Regions from separate parts of the Hordeum vulgare genome. Here region 2 is linked to region 1. Evidence: chromatin contacts called from public Hi-C data. All regions are on one chromosome and are shown on one strand. Each heading gives the region's core, a stretch centred on a gene start, on an enhancer-like site or on the middle of the called end of the contact. The rest is flanking DNA. Distances are from core to core; before and after follow the strand shown.

The links. Hi-C and Micro-C count contacts between places; a contact is called where the count stands out from the background.
Region 2: a contact with region 1 is called in a Hi-C map of leaf, with 3 times the contacts expected there. The contact joins two enhancer-like sites. A contact is called at or near these places in 2 of 6 Hi-C or Micro-C datasets (leaf and seedling).

What each region holds. Positions count from the first base shown.
Region 1 is chr1H:394,566,112-394,569,581 of MorexV3_pseudomolecules_assembly, forward strand. No RefSeq gene overlaps it. Among protein-coding and RNA genes, the nearest start is that of LOC123440002, 57 kb to the right of the region's middle. Within about 2 kb of position 2,175, at least 3 of the 3 cell types and tissues checked have open chromatin away from gene starts, as enhancers often do. A contact at or near this core is called in leaf and seedling, where this site is marked.
Region 2 is chr1H:394,616,356-394,619,866 of MorexV3_pseudomolecules_assembly, forward strand. LOC123440002 (atherin) reads right to left here. Exons shown (of 7, transcript XM_045116598.1): 5 at 3,451-3,509; 6 at 2,950-3,043; 7 at 2,548-2,838. The coding sequence ends at 2,626. Among protein-coding and RNA genes, the nearest start is that of LOC123440002, 7.1 kb to the right of the region's middle. Within about 2 kb of position 2,121, at least 3 of the 3 cell types and tissues checked have open chromatin away from gene starts, as enhancers often do. A contact at or near this core is called in leaf and seedling, where this site is marked.

The DNA.
Region 1 (3,470 bases), core at 925-3,424:
AGTCTCTTGGTGGGCGCAGCGGTCGCGAGTCCTTTGCGTTTTTGTCGATCCACCGGTGTCGACATTTGTTTCTTTTGTATTTTCTTTTTCATTTCTTTTAGTTGTAACTGTGTTGTTTCCGCCCCAGCACCTATCATCGGATGTAATGATGAGGGAAATATTTTTCGTCTAAATCCTCAACTCTCGCTCCTCCATCCAAAATGTTGCTCCTTGTAAAAGTTAGTGATAGAGAAACCTGTTCGGGAGGCAACTTTGCTCCCTATCCATGAGGACTTGTTCACCGTTGGTGGATCTCGTTGGAGATTTGGAACGAAGATATAAATGAGTGAGTCGAACATGACAACTCGAACCGTTTTTACTTAACGGTGGCAGTTTCATTGTATATCTTATCAACCCTATGGTTTTTAAAATTTAAGATTGCCCAAGTAGCCGCTCCCCACAAATGCACTACAGCCTGCTTCACTCCTCGTTATCAACTCCGTAGAATTCGAGCATTCTCCGCCACTCCGTCGGCTCCGGAAGCGGAGTTAAGGAGTGAAGAGAATCCGAACACCCTTAATCAGCAAAGCTTTAACGTCTTATCCAGATGAGCCATAGTCTGTGGTGTTTCTCTGTGCTAGAATCTGATGATCTTAAAAATGAGCCAATCATCACAAGCTGACGAGCAAAGCCCTCACCGTTCGTCATCATCGCCGCCATCCGCATGGCCATATCTTGGACGGATGCAATGATAATGATCGGGTCGCGTGGATGCACCTCCAACGCCGCGTGACGTGCACGTGGACCTAACTTATCTCCGGCCGACCAATACACAAGATGACACCCCGGAATAATATATAACAATATCGAAATCGCTTGAGCTAGTAGTAGCAATCTTGGTCCGTGGACCCAAAACTGGCAAGAGAAGAGATAGTATATGAGAGAGAGAATATTAGGTGCTCACTCACAGCTTTGATGCTCCGACGGCACGTCCTTTTCACGAGCCCGGCCGGCTGACTGATACTCCGCATAGTTTAAAAGATAAACCCCGAGCATACCTCCAAAACTGCTGGCATGGCAATGCCAAGGCGGCTGGACTGGACAAGCGAATTTTAAATCCGGCGGTTGCGTCGGCGACAGCTAGTTTGGTTTGGTTCCGCGAGGTGAACCACGCCGGTTTAGATTTTTGTACTGGCATTGCTTTGGTTCGTTGCGACCGAGGGCTAGACTGGTGGTACTGTACTGTCATGGTGATTAACTAATTTAGAAGTAGTGTGGACGGAGAGGAACGGATGGCCGCATCAAGCTCCATGAAGAAGAAAGCAGATGATAGCGGAAAGTGTCCTCGAAAAAAAAGGAGAAGGGAAACGGAAGGAGCACAGTACGGCGTGTGTGATGGGCACGTCAAGTAGGACAAGGCGTAATCAGCACGATCCCGCCACTGCCGCATTCATGCGGTGATGATGGTGTTTACTTCTCCTTTTTTGAGATGCGGTGATGATGGTCTTAATTACTACCTCCGTTCCGGTGTATAAGTCATTTGCGTAGTTCTACGTCGATAATTTAACTACCTAAATATGTATCATATATAATAAGAAATTTATATTTAGAAACTACATCCGTGTAGATATCTAGTGATATACTTTTCATGACATATAACACATATTTAATTTCTTAAATCGGTGACCTAGAACTACGTGAATGACTTATACACCGGGACGGAGGGAGTAACCCGCTTTCGGGACAAAGATGATACTCCTGTCTCACCAACCAGCCAACGCTGCAATGGTCGGACGCGTGCTACTCCTACAGCCGAGTAATAAACAGCACCGTGAGACTGAGAGCGAGCACGCGGCCACCGGACGGAGCCACGAAGATCACGCGGGGCATCACGTCGCGCTCAACGCTGGCGCCGACGCTCACCGGCCGGCCGCCCGCCTACGACTACGACCGAGCTTCGAGCAGGCCGGCCGTTGGCATCTTGGTTGCAACTTGCAACCAGCGTTTTGACTTGAAATTATTGGGTCCGAAGTCCGAACCCAGAATGGCCAAGACACAGACGGCCGGGGCGCAGGGAGCGAGGGATGCGTAAATGCGTGCTCGCGGTCGCGGTCGCGGCCTGGGGCGGAGCGTACGCGCAGCGGCCACGACGCGCTCGGCAGGGCAGGGCAGGTCGCAACGGCTAGTTGGCTTTGTTGGTTTTCATAGGAAAACCAAACCTGTCGCTTTCTTGCTCGGCTCGGCTTGTTGTACTACTCCCCTGCCGAGGAGAACACCACCGGCAGCGGCAGCGGCAGCTTTTGGGCTGGGGCCTCTACTTCTGACGGAAATTTGTTGACGCGGGGGGTAGGGTGGTTTCGTGCGCCTCTGCGCTGCTTGTCTGCATGGTGTTTTTTTTTTTTTTGAATGTTGGCAACGCTTTGTCTGTATGGTGGTTAATCGCTGCTAGGCTGGGCTACTGTTTGCCATGGTGGTTTCTGCCTGCCTGCTGGCGCTGCCAGTCAGTCAGAGTCCAGCTCCAACGGCTACTCCGCGGGCAACTGTTTTCTTCTAGGACGGAGCGACTACTGACGTCGACTTTCTTTTGCAAAAAGGACAGTGTGTTCGTTTACAAGAGATGACAGTTGTCATACGAGAAGGTGTTCGTGCGGAGTAACACGTCCGTTCGGCACTTTGGACACGTCTAATCTAAACGACATTCGCTAATAACGCCCTTCGGTAGAGACGTTGTCACGTCTCGTAACACGTCCCTTACAAAGCCGCTTCTGGTATGTCATGTATCCGTGTATATTTTTAGAAATATTGCTCTTTAATCACAAGCATGTATTATCTTGACTAACTCCTTCAAAAACTTTGTGAAAAATCTGAGAAGAACAATATTTGATATGTTGTTAAAACCCGGTGAGAACAATAAGAAGAAAATGATACAACATATGTTATTGTCTTTTTGATAACTTATATGAGAAAACCTTGAGACGATAAAACTCACTGGTAAGTATTAGAGGACAATTAGTATGTCTTGTATATACCCACTAAAAATCCCGATGGGGAAAATAGGATGTATGACATATATTTTTATGTTGATATTGCCTCATTAAGAATCTTGATGAGAACCATGAGAGTGAAAAAGAGTGCAATATAATGTTTGAACGGGTTATTTTTTCAGAGAGAAACTCCCCCTAATCTTTGCAAATCCCGAAGTTGTCGCATACCTATCCCATGAACATATTTTTCAAATGTTGAAGATGGGAGTGATTTTGTAAATAGGTCGGCGAGATTATCGCACAATTTGACTTGCAAAATATTTATCTTCCCTTTCTTCTGTAATTGATGGGGAAAAATAATTTAGTAGAGATATGCTTACTGATATTGCTCTTTATATAATCCGTTTGCATTTGAGCAACACAAGCAGCATTATCTTCGTAGATAATGGTTGGAGATTTGATAAGACCTTTGCCACATGATTTTTGTATGTGATTTATCATTCTGCG
Region 2 (3,511 bases), core at 871-3,370, 50 kb after region 1:
ATTAGGGGCATTGCCCGCCTTGCCCTATCAGAGACTGCTAAGCTGAGGGACGGAGCGAGAATTCTAACATAGGCCGGGGGGGCAGATTTTGCTTCGAATGTAAGACTAGAAAGATCATTCAGAGAATAGTCTAGATTTTTTGTTATGGCTAGAACTAGGTTGATGAAGTATATCTTAATGAGTGAAGAAATACGAACACTTATTTTTGCGTGGTGAACACTTTATACTTAATCATCAGTTGGCATAAAGAAAATGTGAAACAATTCAAATGTATGAACATAATGTTCGTACTGTAGAAGGGACTCACAACACGAATATTCCTTCAAAAAATTGGAGTTTCTACAAATCAAATTTTGTAGTTCTAAACACGTACATTAATCTAACCTTGAAACATAAGCCATGGACAAAATAATTAGAATGGGAGAAAAGAGTAATCTAACCACTTTTCCGGCCTCGCTGTTTTTTCATGTTGGATATGTAGCTGTCCGAACGGCCTTCTGACCGCAGCTCCGTGCAAGACCTTTAGTAATTTAGACTTAGATTGGGAGCTGAAGTTAATGAGAAGATAATTGCCCAGCCCTGGACGAGGAACGACCATCTAGTAGCTGCAGGCGGCGGACGAGAAACGACGAGTGGTGAGGCATCGGAGGGTTAGCCACGATCTAACCTATACATGCGTAACAGGCCGGCTCGCCCCTTTCTCTTCTATATGAGCTGGGCTTTGTATGTTCTTTTGCTGGAATTTGGGCTTTTCCTACAATCTGTAAATTGGCTGAGCACGGTAGGTCTCACCTTACGTTACATGATGGGACAAGGGGGTGAAACGACTGCCGGAGTTCGCGTGATTAGACAAGATCTAATCGCTCTTCAAAGAAAGCGGTGTTGTTGTTGGGGGGGGGGGGGTCTCGCCCCCCTTGAATCCGTCCCTGGCTAAGCTATCAGTGGTGGAGCGCCTTGGGGACAATTAGGGGCCTTGCTCCTCCCCCCCTCCCTGGCTAAGCTAAGAGGGACGTATTGTTTCTTCCATGGGATCAGAGTGACTTAAGAATTGTTTCTAAAGATATTCATGAAGAAAGAAATACTTTTATTGTTCGTCAAGTCTTGCTCACCATTCCATGCAGTTCTCTAACGGACGGCGTGAAGTTCTCTACTAGTTGTGCACAAGCTCCTTTTCAACGAGGGAGGAGCTTCATGATCCTCCTCGCCTTTGTTGACCACAAATACTACCTCGACATTGTCCTCAACCTAGTTCCTACCAGCCATGGTGACTACCCTGACTCTCTCCGAGTCAACTCCGTGGCTACGATTGTGAAGACTATCAAGGCGACCCCTAGCAATATCAAGGAACTTCAAGCGTCATGGGATCCTGGCAAGCCAGCCTTCGAGTCTTCAACGAAGCTTCGACTTGGAGTCAAGCCGAGTTTCAAGAAAGAAAAGGTGTTAGCGACCCTTCACGGTTGGGCCTTGGCCCAGCGGTGTTAGCGACCCTTCATGATTGGGACTTGGACCAACATACGAGGAATGGGCTAACCGTCATGCAATGCAAGTCAACTGTTACAGATAGCACAAGAAGGGCATCCGACAAGTTATCCGGGCTTGGATCATGACTAGAACGGCACGACGGCAGCTCTTTCCACCTTGGCTCTCATACTCTTCCTTGTCTTTGCTATCTTCTCTTTTAGCACACTTGTGCTTGTAATCAGCCACTCATCGTCATATCATCAATTCTACATCTCGTGTAAGTAGAGTACTGGATACATAACAGTGTTGCACACATGCGCAGTCACCATTCTACAACCACATAGTTGTTGTAAGAAAAAGATGAATGGGGAGAAACATGTGTGGTCAAGCAGACTACGTGTCAAGTAAAGAAGGTGACGGACGTTCTAAAAAAAAGGAGGGAAACCGGCCTCCACCGCCGCATGTTTCTCGGAGAGGAAGGTGGAACCGAGAAAGGCAGTAGAAAGGTACCCACCTAAAACGAGACGGCGTAGCGCGTTACCCTTTGTGGACTTGTACATACTGCTGCTACGAGTTTATACTCCACCTTCGACCATGGGAAGGGAAGGGAAGGCCACGGTGACGTTCCTGGTTAGGGTCCTGTCGCCCTCTGCGAAACCGGGCCCGTTGCAACAGGAGCCGTGCGCCCGTGCCCAGTCTGAGGTCGGGTACTGAACCACAATACCCGGCTGCACACTCCGTGTTGCTGTGCCTTCTCTACCACGCAGTCACACACCGACGAAGCTTCCGAAGACGGCATCCAATCTGATTGCCAGCGTTTTTCCGATCTTCCATTTCATCGGCGCCACCTTTCGTCATTTCAATCAGAAACAGCCCCGTCTTTCAGTTCACCGACGCTCTTGTCCGTTGTCCCAGATAGCACGGACATGACGCACATCACTCGCACCTTATCACACGCTACAGGTTTCCGAAAGGCCGAAAGACCCACATTTCTTTCACTGGGCGCATTAACCAAAGCACACCGTAGTGTGATCCTACGGGTTACCAATATCAGGCCATGACGGACGCACGAACCACAAGATGAACTCGAGCAAAGCCCCAAAAGGCAAAGATGGGCATCATCATATGAGCTGCGAAGCATACACTTCATGTTGTTTCCTTTTCTTACAGCATCAAGGATTTTCTCAGAGCGATAAAAGCAACGAAGAATATCGGGGAGACGAGGAAGACCATGTAGGGGACGATCTGCCCAATCCCCACCTCGGGCTCGTCCGGGTTCGCGTAGTAGTTCCTCTGCCCGCCGAACTGGTCGAAGTACCCCTCGTAGCCCGTGTTGCGGGGCACCGGCACGCCATCGACCTTCAGGAAGTCCGCCGCCTTCGCACCACAGGAGAAGCCAAGGAATTATTAGCCCTCTCATCAGTTGTTCCGAGCCTTGTATCAAAGGGCGAGGAAGGCGTTCCATGAGCATTTGAGCGAGATGCTTACCTGAAAGCTGAACATGAACATTTTTGCCTTCTTGCTGACTCGATCGTTTGGGTGGTATTTCAGCTTGCTATACATGCCCATGGCTTCCTTGGACCTGGGGAAGCAAGATATCCCACGAAAAACAAACACATCCAGCAATGAGAGAATTTTAGATAGGAAACCACACAGATAAGTTTCAAAACTAAGACGGTGTTGATGCATGTGAAAAATCTGCACGGCATGAACGTGGATTCACAGGCACAGTAACCATATTGAACGACAGAAACACCAGTTCCAAAAACAGGAGAACCAAATATATAGTAGATTTATTCAGGGGATTGGAATGTTTTGCACCTTAACAGGAAAAACATGTACTCCCTCCGTCCCAAAATAACTGTCTTGACTTTGTACTAGCTCTAATACAAAATTGTATTAAGCTTAAGACATTTATTTTGGGACGGAGGGAGTATGATTGATGAATCGAATGGCCACGCAGGAAATGACAAAGGGAGCAAAGGGTACCTGCAGAGTGAATCTAGACAGATGGACCACTGGAGAGCAGCCATTCCATGAAGTTCGGTCT